Regions from separate parts of the Pelodiscus sinensis genome. Here region 1 is linked to region 2. A link is a contact called in public Hi-C data. All regions are on one chromosome and are shown on one strand. The core of a region is the stretch at or near the end of the contact, and the rest is flanking DNA. Distances in the headings are between cores, read along the strand shown.

Region 1 (6,373 bases), core at 966-3,465, 160 kb after region 2:
GAGCATCCATACCTCAAAGCTGGATCAAAAAAGCGATCTGCTTTTTCGAAAGAGTGTGTCCAGACTGCATGGACGCTCTTGTGAAAGAAAGCCCTGATTGCTATTCATAGAATGGGCACCAGGGCACCTGTGCTTTTTTCAATTGCATTTTCTTTCGAAAAATGTCCCTGTTCTGTGTCCACAGAGCTCTTTCGAAAAAGGCGTTCTTCCTCAGAATTTGAGGTTTACCAATGTTGAAAACCCCCCTGCGTTTTCTATTTAATTTAGAAAGAACACAACTGCAGTGTGGATGCAGGTGACGTTTTTTCGAAAAAAGGGCAGTTTATTCGAAAAAACCAGGTAGTATAGGCATACCCTTAGGTGGGCATCACTAACAAAATGGAAGCAGGGGTCAACGTCTCTATAGTTTATGAGAGTTAATAGGTAACTTGGGGATTGAAAATGGAGAAGAGAGGGAACAGATGAAGGGAGGGCATGGTCAAAGTGATGTGCTAGGAAAATGATCCTTGCAGCAGCCTTCTGAATGGATATTAGCAGGACAAGATTACTTTTTCAAGGCCAGAGAAGAGGCTGTGGCAGTGATTGAAGTAAGAGTTAAAACTCTTTAGATGCTTAGGCAAGGTTGTATGTTAAAGATATTCTACAACAATAACTGGGAATATTTAGACAGTTTAGATGTGAGATTCCAGAAAGAAAGCAGAGTCAAAGATCACATCAAGTTCTGACAGGGAGTAGGGATGTAATAGTGTGGTCGACTAAACAATTAACTGATAAGGTGCTTATTCGTTAACGTTATCGACAACATGCAACATCCACACCCTCAAGTACATTTTTTTAGCAGGCTAGCTGACAGGCTGGCTCAATCCCAGCTTGCGCCATGACCCAGCATCAACCCCCATGCTGGCTCTTAGTGCTTATAGTACAGAGCCACGGTGGGAGTTGTCAGACCCAGCAGGAGCTGGGATTGAGTGGAAGCAGTGCTACCCCTTATTAACTGTGTAGTCAACAAAATTTGTGTTGATTACACAATTAACGAATTACCCACTTCTTAACAGCCCTACCAGGGAGGACAGAGGAGGTATCCACAGTGCTTGAGAAATGGGGGAGGAAAAGTTTATGAGTTTAAGCTGCCAACTGAATCTTCAAGAGAGATCAGAGAGAGGCTAGATTTCAGTTTGGACAGAAACAGATAGATTCAGAGATCAGTGATGTTGGCATAGAAATAACTGAATGCAAGGTGGAACCTACAGAGAACTGGGAGAGGGGATGAGGAGGATTCTTCAAACAACATGCTGAAGGAACAATTAGAGAGAAAAAAAAATCAAGAAAGGACTAGTCACCAAAGCCAAGCCAGCTGAGTTTTGCAGAGGAAGAGCACAGCTGTGTCAAATAACGCTGTGAGGTGCAGGAGGAATAAGCACTATGTCAGAGGGGGCATTAGAGATACTGGGCATGTCTACTTGTACAGAGTTCCCCCATCAGTACAACAAAGCCACCTCTGCGGGTGGCAGAAGCTCTGCGGAGGGAGACGCTCTTGCACCCGCACATCACTGAGGACCAGCACTGGGGGTGGAATTCATGTCGCCCCGGGGCGGTTTCTTTCCACGCCGCGGCTCAACGCACACGCAGAGACCGGAGTCTCGGTGGGGTGGGAGGGGAGGCCGCTGGGTGGAGCTGTGGGTCCTTGGCCGGATTCAAAACTGGCCCGAGCCCCCCACCCAAGGTGCCCCCGAGCGGCTCAGCAGAGACTCCGGCTGTGAAAAAACCGCAGGCCTGTGCCAGCCCCCGGGCAGCGCCCGCCGAGCTCTGAGCCACGTGTCGGCCCGCGGGGGGAGTTCTCCGCCTCCACCCGGCCAGGCCGCACCGGCCCGGGCCGAGCCACCGAGTTTCCCGGCCGGGAGCTGCGCCCGGGCCCCAAGATGCGGGGCCTGGAGCCCCCGGCAGCAGCGACTCCCTCGGCCTCGACCGCGGGCCCGCCCGCCAGTCTGGTCCGGGCCGCCCATTCCCCGGGCCGCGGCGAGACGGGACCCCGCGGCCGGTACCTGCTTCAGCGTCAGCGCTGGCGGAAGCAGCCGGGCTCCGGCCATGGCGCCAAGCCCCGCGGCGAGAGCCGGGCCCGTTGGCCCGGGGGGGAGGAGGTTGGAGGCCCGGCCTCGATCTGCGCAAGCGCCGGGCCGCGCCCCGCCTCCGCCCCCTAAGTGCGGCGGTCGCTGCAGCGCCCCCTGCCCGGCCGTGGCACCTGTGCAGCCCTGGGGGCGGCCGTTTACCGGTCCGAGGCCAGACGAGCATATACGCCCAGGAAAGCTCCGTTTACATGTTGAAGGTGTCGCGGGACCATGTGCTGCTGTGTAAGTTTTCCCAGTTACAGACGAACCCCGCTCCCCTCTTGAAGCTTTTACACATTTTTTGGAGACTCTGGGAGGTGCTGCAGGATTACACATCGCTTTTAAAATCCCCCCGCTCCCCGCTTACAGACTAACCGGGCTACCCATCCACAGCTTAGGAAAGGTTTCCGACACCGTAACTCCACCCTCACACAAGAAGCATATTCCTAGAATGTCATTGTTTTGTTTCCGTCCGCTCTTCCTCAGCTTCCTTTTGGGGGATTTGGTAAGAATATTTTAGGCTGTGCAAAATCCCATCTTCTGCACATAGCTACTTCTCGGCATCCTATGTCCGCTCTATAGGCAGCTTCTTTTGAACTTGGCTGCCCTTCATTCATCTCCATGGTTTTAAAGGGTAGCATTCTTACTTTTTCCTCTATTTCCCTCTTGGATGTAGCCCTGTGTCCCTGCCAAAATTTTGATTGCTAAGTAGAATGCCCCCTTATGCCTCCTCCCTGTTCCTCTGGATGGACCTGCCTGAACTGTTCCCCTCACAGGCTCCAGTCACCTGTGCTTCTGTTGCTGAGATGTTCCCATTGAATGGGACCAGCAAGGTGACTCTATTGTATCCCTGGTCAGAAGGGATGTATCATGACAAGTCCTGCTGAAATTAATTGAAATTATTAAAATGGGAGACTAATAATAAAAATATATTTTTAAATTGGTATGTAAGTCCAAAAGCTGAATGCTATTTTAATCAATTGATGTAAACATTCCTAAGCCTAAAATCAGTCAATAAGTTATAAAGTACCCATTAGCATGTGAACAGTATTAGAGATGTTAAAATGAAGATTGTTTTCAAGTGTGTAACTGTTGAAATTTTCAGCAGTTACACATGGATATGGGGGGGGAAGGCAGCAGTGCGGGGGGGGGAGCACTGGCTCCCACCTGTTCCCTTCTCCACCCCCCCCCCCCATTATAGGCAGCAGCATGGGGGAGGAGAGAGAAGCTTATGTGTAACCAACATTTCAGTATTCAGACTTTCCACGTATGCATGTAGAATCCTAAGGGAGCTAGGTAAACTAGCTTGTCAGCAAATTTATATTGGCTAAGTAGCACAAATCAGCCAGAATGTTTAGGAAGCTGAAGCCACCAATAAAAACCTTAGAAAAGTGGCAACCCCTCAAAGTCTAAAACAAGTGAAATCTGTGAAGTAATGTCACCTATCTTATTTGAGGACTGTTTGTGTGATGTTCCAAAAACGTAAAGCATTATATGTTTACCAAATATTATTCCTGTGCGGTAGCTATTTTTGCTTCCTCAAGTGACAAGGAATTAACACCATCATTACAAACAGTGGTACATTGTTTTATTAGTACAGACAATAAGATGCATAGCTTTTGCAATGAAAAAGTCATGTATAAGCTTTAAGACACTTGGCTAAATAAATGTCTCTAATGTCTGTCTGGGACGGGGGCAAACTTCACAGTGTAAAATGATAATGCAGGGAAGATTATATCGTGGCATGTTTCATAAAAATACCCTGCAGACATTATCAAACAACCAGCAATAATTATTAAATAGTATGTGTTTAATCACAAAACACACTTTTAAGTATTCAAGTATTATATTTTGGTTGTGGAAACCCATTTTTCCCTCACCCACAGATACTACCACATGTGTTCAGTTAAAATAGTATTTTTCCAAGGCTGTTGAAGTACTTCCAATACAAGAAGTTCCTTCCCAGAAACAAGACTGCTCTTTTACTGCTATGAGCAGGAATGGAAATCACTCCCTTCAAGGATATGAACATTCCAAATAAAAATTCAAAGTAATAAATTACAACAGCGGTGGGGGAAGGTTTCATTATTATAGGGATAGGCAAATAAGTGAATACAGTCTTTCACTATTGCATAGGTCTCCTGCATTAGCAAATGGGGACAACACACCTAAAGCATTTCTTTTCTAGGCTGTCTGAATATCAGAAGGCAGATCCTGCACTTAAATCCTGGATAGAGAAAGATTTCATCAAAACACTGATGAAATGCAGTCACACTTCAGAAATTTAGCAGCAGTCAGATGTTTACTTGGCTTTGTAAATTCTATAGACTCTCTGAGGCAGTCACCAGTTCAAACCACTGTCGCAGGGCATCACTGAGAGTCTCTGGGAGTGCATTCACATCTCTGAGGATTATGTAGAATGGGAATGGGAACTCCTCCATGTAGGTTCTGATTTCAGGCATTTCTCCAGGCCCTTTGAATATAGGTACTTTAATGTCCAAGATGGAATCCTGTAAAAGAGTTAAAGGGATGACTAGAGACTGTTGGTACCATTTATCTACTTTTTCAAACACATTTCCCCACCATTACACAATTAAAGGCAAAATATTTTAAAATAAAACCCCCTATTTGGTAAGCCATATAGGACAGGTATAAAGCTAGGGGGGGAAGTGCATTTTTTCTCATATACTTATAGTCCTAAAACTTTACTGAGCATAGAGTTATAAAATGAAGTAGACTAAATTAGATGTTTTGGGAACATTAAACTAACACATAAGCAAATGCCAAGGAAAGACAAGAGACTAACATGATATGATCCAGGTGGTAACAGGTTCACTCTGCTTTTCTGTTGTATCATTCCCTAAGCATGCCTTTCCACTGACTTAAGACTGTAAAGCAATTTGGAGCAGAAATTGTTCCTACTCACATCTGTACAGTGGCTTGCACAAGGGGCCTGCTTCTGAGTGTATACTTTCATAACAAATGTTAAATTACAAACCCAGATTAACCCTACATTAACCCTACCCCTGCTTCTTGTACAGGAAAATAGCACTTACATTGCTCTGTGAAGCAGATCTGAAAGTTCCATATTGAAAAGCAAATTTTATCACCCCAAATTTAAGTTTGATATTAAAACCATGTTTAATCAGAACTGTGACAAATTGATATTAATTTTAATAACTAATCAGGAAGGATTTATAGAACTATCTTAGAGTTATCCTGTTGCCAGTCAGTTTTCTTCCTATTTTCATCCTCAAAAGTATTGTACAGGTTGAACCAGAGAATTTGCTGAACCACAGGATAGGGGTGTAATAGTCAAATAGTAATAATATAGTCAATTAACCAAAAACAAGCAAAAGCTTATTGGTTAATGCTATAGACAACATGCATTGACCTCTCTCTCTCACCCAGTCAGTAAATTTTTTAGCAGGCTGGCCAGCAGCCTGGCTCAGTCCTGGCTTGCAATGGGTCCAGGACCTACCCCTGCTGCAGCTCTGCAACCCAGATCAGTCCTGGCTCATGCGAGGTCCAGGACCTACCCCCGCTGCAACTCTGCATTTAAAGTGAATTAGGAGCCAGGCAGGCAGGCAGCCCAGCTCAGTTCTGGTTTGCACTGGGTCCGTAAGCTCAGTCCTGCCAAGACAAGGGCTGCTGCCACTCAGCACTGCTGCCTTTTTACAAGAGGCAGCAGCACAGAGCAACAGGCAGCTGGTTTTTAAACTGGCTCCCTTTGCAGACCAGCTCCTGCCTGACACCCTGCACTGCTGCCGGCCCCACCCCAGGGGACTATATAATAGTTGATTAACCGATAAAAATTCATGAGGTTACTCGACTATTCAATTAACTGATATTTAAAATCCCTACCACAGGAGGTCAATACTGTCTAGCAGCATTATGTCCACTGCTTACAGGGACTTCTTAGAAGACATTTAGCGTAACAAAACACTAAAGAACAACACAGAGCATGCAGAGCCAGGACTGGTGGCTCTAAACAAACTTTATGGGACTGTGGGAAACTTGGTTGCACCTATGATAAGCGGACATTTGGTTAACTAAAATCATGACAGACCACAGATAGTGCTGGGCCAGAGAGATACTTGAGCTGATTATTCCTCAATAAGATGCACTGCAATAATTCTGTTGGTTGGGTTGTGAAAAATACACTGCCCCGACTGACATAAGTTTCACTAACAAAAGCACCAGTATGAAATTTAATTTTCTGTTCCTCCTGAAACTCCCACACATCTCATTTTCCAAATCCAGACCAC
Region 2 (5,871 bases), core at 1,367-3,866:
TCTCCTGGCAGAAAAATATCACCTCCATCAGCACCAAGAATAAAACCAAACAGTTGCCAATTAAACAACATCAAGTCCTAGGTGTGATAAGGATTTATTATAATCCTATTTTAAAAATAGGAAACTGAGGCACAGAGAGATTAAATTACTGATTTGTTGTGATCACATAGGAGGTCTATTGCAGAGTCAGGAATAGGTCTCAAATCTACTGAATCTCAATTCAGTGCCATAAGCACAAAATCAGACTTGCTCTCTCTTGCAGAAATCCCCATTCTTCCTGACCTATGTGCCTTCACTATCACACAAATGCCTCCTTAATTTATTTGGGTCAGCCTTCTAGCTTTGACCTCTTCCTTTCCTGATTTTGGCCCATCCTGCAGTCCTGGACTCTTTGAAGCCAATGACACCAGTTATGTAGCAATTGCTATGGCATTAAGCCTTTTGTCCCCAAATTTCAATACATGTAATAATGAATAACAAGGAACTTACATGACAATAAGCATACCTCTTGATTTACACCCCCATGAAACTCTTCTCCTTTGATAGTCTCTCCACTTTTTATGCCAACCCTTGCTCAATATGTCTTATTTAGACTGTAAACTCTTGGGGACAAGAATCTGTCCTTTTTATTTATACAAAGCACACCAGGTACATAATATTTGTGTATTTTGATACATTTTGTATTGTGCTTAAAGGTAGGAATGTTATGAAAAATGAAGAGCCTGATTTTCAGTATTGCTGAGTAGACACAAAATCACTGAGATCAAAAAGAGCAGTTGGGAATCAGCACCTCTGCAAATTGGGCCTGGATTCACTGATGGCTGATACTTACGGATTAATAGGAATCCTTTCATTCTGTATATCATTAAGATCCTGATTGTGGCTCTGTAGTTCACATTCAGTTGAATTTTGCATGTAAAGCAGAGATTCAAGCTCTTTGGTGTCCTCTCCCCATATTACAACAACTTAATCTTTTAGCTTAATAGAAGGAGGAACTGCAGAGGATCTCCCTGAAGACCCAGATGATAAGGAGTACATGATTTGGCACCTTTATCTGGAGAAGTCATTTGAAGATGCCCCCTTTGAAGAACCCAAGGGCTACGTCTAGACTGGCATGATTTTCCGCAAATGCTTTTAATGGAAAACCTTTCCTTTAAAAGCATTTTCGGAAAAGAGCGTCTAGATTGGCACGGACGCTTTTCTGCAAAAGCACTTCAAGTGGCCAGTGTAGACAGCTGACAAGTTTTTCCGCAAAAGCACCTAACTTGCCAGTCTAGACACAGCCAAGAAGTACACTGAGCTGCAGTGGGAACCTGAGGCTGGTACTTTACAATGGACTCCCACACTCCTGACGAATATCTCTTTTTGGTCTGGTTACTGGTCTAGTGGATAGGAGGGACACAGTAGATACAACATAACCTTAATTTTTGAAAGGCTTGTGACAACATCCCACATAATGGTTTCATAAGCAAACTAAGGAAATGTGTTTTAGATAAAAGTACTGTAAGATGGGTGCACAACTATTGAAAGACTATATTTAAAGAGTAGCTCTCAACTGTTTCCTGTCAAACTGGAAGGATGTATCTAGTGAGGGTACTAGTCAATATTTGCATTAATGATTTCGATAAAGAAATGCAGAGTGCGCTTATAAAGATTGCAGATTGATACCAGGCTGGGAGGGGTTTCAAACCCTTTGGAAAACAGGATTAGAATTCAAAATAACCTTGGACACATCTACACAGCAGGGCAAAAATCGAATTAAGCTACGCAACTTCAGCTTCATCAATTGTGTAGCTAAGTCAAAACAGCTTAATTTGGCTTTTGGTGCTATCTACACAGCAGGAAGTCGAAGGAAGAGTATTCTTTTACTCCTCGTGAAATGAGGGTTACAGGAGTTGGAGTATGAAGACCTCCATCTTGACATTATTTCAAAATAATGGCTTGCTGTGTAGATGCGCATTATTTCAAAATGTCAGTTATTCCAAAATAACACTGCTGTGTAGACTTATTAGTAAATCGGTCTGAATTCAACAAGTTAAAATTCAATATAGAAAAATGAAAAGTACTTCACTTAGGAAGGAAAAACCAAATGCACAGTTACAAAATGGGGAATGACTATCTAGTGGTAGTACTGTTGGAAAAAGAGCAGAGAGTTATATTGGATCACAAACTGAATGAGTCAACAATGTGATGTAGTTGTGAAACTGGCTAACATCATTCTGGGATGTATTAACAGGACTGTTGGATGTAAGATATAGGAGATAATAATGTGGCTCTGCTTATGGGGAGGCCTCACCTAGAGAGCTCTGCTCAATTTTGGGCACTATAGGTAGGAAAGTTGAGAAGATACAGGGAACAGTACAAAGGAGAGCAACAAAAATGATACAAGATTTGCAAAAGTTGACCTATAATTAACAGGTTAAAAAACATGGGCATGTAAAGAGAGTGACTGAGTGCAATTGCAGGAAGGGGAGTGTTGTGCCCTGACAAAGCTAATCCCGAGAGGGAGCCAGCAGGAGGTGCTCCAGGGGTGACTAACAGGCAGCACGTATGGGTATGGTATGGGAAGCATGCGTGAGCATGCACGTGGTCTGGGGACTGTGTATGTCTGCAAGCAGAGACGCGGCTGCAAAGGTTCCGTTAAAACGTTTGCGGTGGATTTAGCTGGTTGGGAAATGGAAGGGTTTCTTCACACTTTCTTTTTCAGTTGAAATGTCATTTCTCTCGTCCCTTCCCCCCCCCCCAGCCACGATTGTGGATTGCCACGAGGCTCTCTCTCTTCCTCCCTCCCTCTCCGCAAACCGCTGAGAGCAGCCTCTCCCCAACCCACCCCCTGCGGCGGCCTTTGTCCTCGCCCGCCGCGACCTCTGGGTGTCGCTGCTGCAGAAGGCAATGGCGGGAATTGCCAGTTACCTGCCGAGGGAATCAGAGCAAGAGCTCGCAGGAACTTCGCGCCGTCCCGAGGAGAGCCCCCCGAGGAGGGCGGGGGAGGCTGGAGGAGCAGCAGCAGGAACTCCCCTTGCACGGCCTGGCTGCACTAGCGCCCCGGGGAGCCCGAGGAGAGGTAGGACTTGGTTGTTGTCGCCCCCCTCCCTGCACTGGCTCGAGTGACTCTCCCTGCGGGGGCAAGAGCGGCCCTTTTCCCTAGCAGCGGCCGGGCTGCGCACGCTGGCCCTGCTACCTCGGCAGCAGGTGTCTGAATTTCCCCTCCGCTAATGGAGCTGGCCCGCGGCCTAATCCCCCGCCTTCACACGGGACTTGCTCCTCGTTTGTAAACAAGCGAAGGGCGTGGGGCGCGAATGCAGCAGCTGCTCGCCCCCCGCCCGCCTGCAGGGCGGCGTTTTGCAGCCCGCCTGCCTCCCGCCCCACGCCCGCTGCTCGGAGCTGGGGAGAGCCACGGCCCTTCCCTGGCCAAGGCGGGACTTCGTGTCCGCGTCCCAGCTCCCCACTGCCCCGTGGCCAAGTTCCGCCGCCCGCAGCGCTGACTCGAGTCCCGCTCCCAGGGGCTTCAGTGCGAGCTGGATTGAGTCGCGACTGCAGGGCTGGGCCGCAGGTGGCTGAACTGCCCTTCCCCTTGAGACAGCCGGGTGAGAGGCTTGTAAACAGGCTGAGGTGATCCTTGTAAACAGGCAGTCAGGATAGAAAACGGTCTTTTCCTGGTCCCCAGATACCCATCTCCGCCTTCCAGCCCAGCAGGAGATCCCTTTTCTCTACCAGTGTTTCCCTGGTAAATGCTCTGTCCTGTAGCTGCAGTATTTACTGCTCCAGCCTTATTTTCAGGAGTTTGCGTCTCAGCTATAGCAGTGTTTGGTTTGGGATGTGATTTGATTTTAGGCTGCCTGGAGGCACAAAAAGGCTGATACTCAGAACTGCGAGGGAGGTTCTACCACTGGATGTTGTGAGTTTGGTTTCGATGGGAGTGAGCTTGGAACCAGTTAATGCTTAAGGCCTGGTTTTCTGCTATGGACAGAGCAGTGCCCAAATAGTAAAATAATGTTGGATGCATTTCCTTGGTAAGGCTTGCTCCTATAACTGGATTTGTGAAGGTGATAGAGAGGGAGTTTGTCTGCCTGGGTTTGATTGTAAGTGGCTTCAATGTCCTTATTTTAAAGCTTTTATAATGGTTTCTAATCAGCAGTGAAAATCTGGCCCAAAGTCATCCTTCCTTTTCTTGACATGAAATAAAAACTGACAAAGCTTTCCATTTATTTATTACACATAGTAATTATTCCCATGGATTTAACACCTTGTGATTACAATATGTTGAGCTATAACTAGATTATATGCTGTTTCCATCAATGGATGATCTGAAGTGCCATTGTCTCTTGCAGCATTTATTTTATTGCTAACACTAACATAGTAAACAGCTAGCATTCTCTGAGTAAAAGTAGGCATTACAGCAATAAGCATTGGTAGAGTTCCATCTTAAAGTGACCAACCAAGCATCTATATTCTAAGTGATTTGTGAATGGATTATTTTGATTTATATAAAGTGACTTATAATCATTGATATAAAACACCAGTGCAGGTAGGTTGGTGCTGAATTTCCTTCCTTCTGAAGGAAAGTGATGTTGAAATTGCTTTTTATCCACACATACCTCACCAATTATCTTGCAGTAAAGGTCAGTTATTTCACCCCAGTTACTTATAGATCTAGGTCGATGTTGACAGATGTACATATTGCTTTTAATAGGCAGCAGTCCCTTCAGTTAAAGTAAATCAGTTTTTCTTAAAGAGGGTAGAATGCGTCAATGTCTTAAAAAAACCTGTAAACTTAACACATCTATGATAGTGGTCTGGTTTAGGCCCAGATCCCAAGAAGGTTGCATCAGGAGATCTGCCATTTATTTAATATACATTGCTTGATTTCAGTGGGACTGTGTGGGGGACTCGGGAGTAACTGTATATCCCAGTCACAGCCCAAGAACTTACAAAATAAGTCACTTAAGTTCATAACTGGCTAAATACTAAAAATTGAGGGCTGAATAGATTTGGATTTATGATTTATTACAACAATCTATAATCTACTAACTCCTCCCTTCTTTCCTCCCTATGACAGGATGGGTGTTAGTGGGCTACATAAACACACATTTAGCGACTTCATTTTCAGTTTTACAAAAAATATATTCACCCGAATCTTGTATCATTCAAATATATGTACAAATGGTGTATTAGGAGAATACAATACATTGCATGAGATGCACACTAATTGATTTCAATAATACATGTGTGTACGCAAAGCTGCCTGTTGAAGTAAGGATATGTATTAGTCTAGAAGATGCACACAATAAACAGGCAGGCCAGTTCTGCATCTGCATCTGCATGTACTGATGATACTCACACTCACCACATACACATTTCAAGCTATTAACAGATAATGGTTTAAAGATTTGACACACTAAAATGGGAAGAAAATGAAAATCTGTATCAGAATTCATTTCACACAAGGAAATATTTGAAAGATTTATAAAATCACGAGAAAAAGATGTTGAGTTTGTATGCTGCAAATGTGGCCCAATTATTAAATGTAAATATTTATAAACTAATATTTCTGTCTAACAGTAAACTGTTTATTCAAATGAAAAGTTGTGTTTAGGGATTAGAGATATATTGTTTTCTTAAACTCAGACGTGGCATTGTGTTTTAAGTTCTGATTTAGGTCAGCAGCAAACTGCATTGATGAATGGAATTGAGAGTATTAATCTACTGAATACTTTTTTCCCATCTTTCTGTCCACCAAAACAAACCCCTGTATGTACCCTGATTTTCACCTGTTTTTGTTATTGCAATAAGAAATACTGAAAAATTCCTGGGAAAAATTAAATAAAATAAACACTGAAAATGAAGAGCCCCACACACATTTCAAAGGAC

The links. A called contact is a pair of places that touch in the nucleus more often than the background predicts.
Region 1: a Hi-C map of blood shows a contact between it and region 2, with 3 times the contacts expected there. The contact joins the promoter of LYRM2 here to the promoter of ANKRD6 in region 2. A contact is called at or near these places in 3 of 5 Hi-C or Micro-C datasets (blood, liver and an unstated tissue).

Annotation. Positions count from the first base shown.
Region 1 is chr3:64,366,154-64,372,526 of ASM4963464v1, forward strand. LYRM2 (LYR motif containing 2) reads right to left here and starts at 2,216. Exons shown (of 3, transcript XM_075923890.1): 1 at 2,043-2,216. The coding sequence starts at 2,087. It overlaps LOC142827834 (a long non-coding RNA gene), which reads left to right and starts at 2,209. Exons shown (of 5, transcript XR_012902598.1): 1 at 2,209-2,348. It overlaps MDN1 (midasin AAA ATPase 1), which reads right to left. Exons shown (of 102, transcript XM_075923877.1): 102 at 3,672-4,615. The coding sequence ends at 4,427.
Region 2 is chr3:64,210,038-64,215,908 of ASM4963464v1, forward strand. It overlaps ANKRD6 (ankyrin repeat domain 6), which reads left to right and starts at 2,617. Exons shown (of 16, transcript XM_075923883.1): 1 at 2,617-2,634.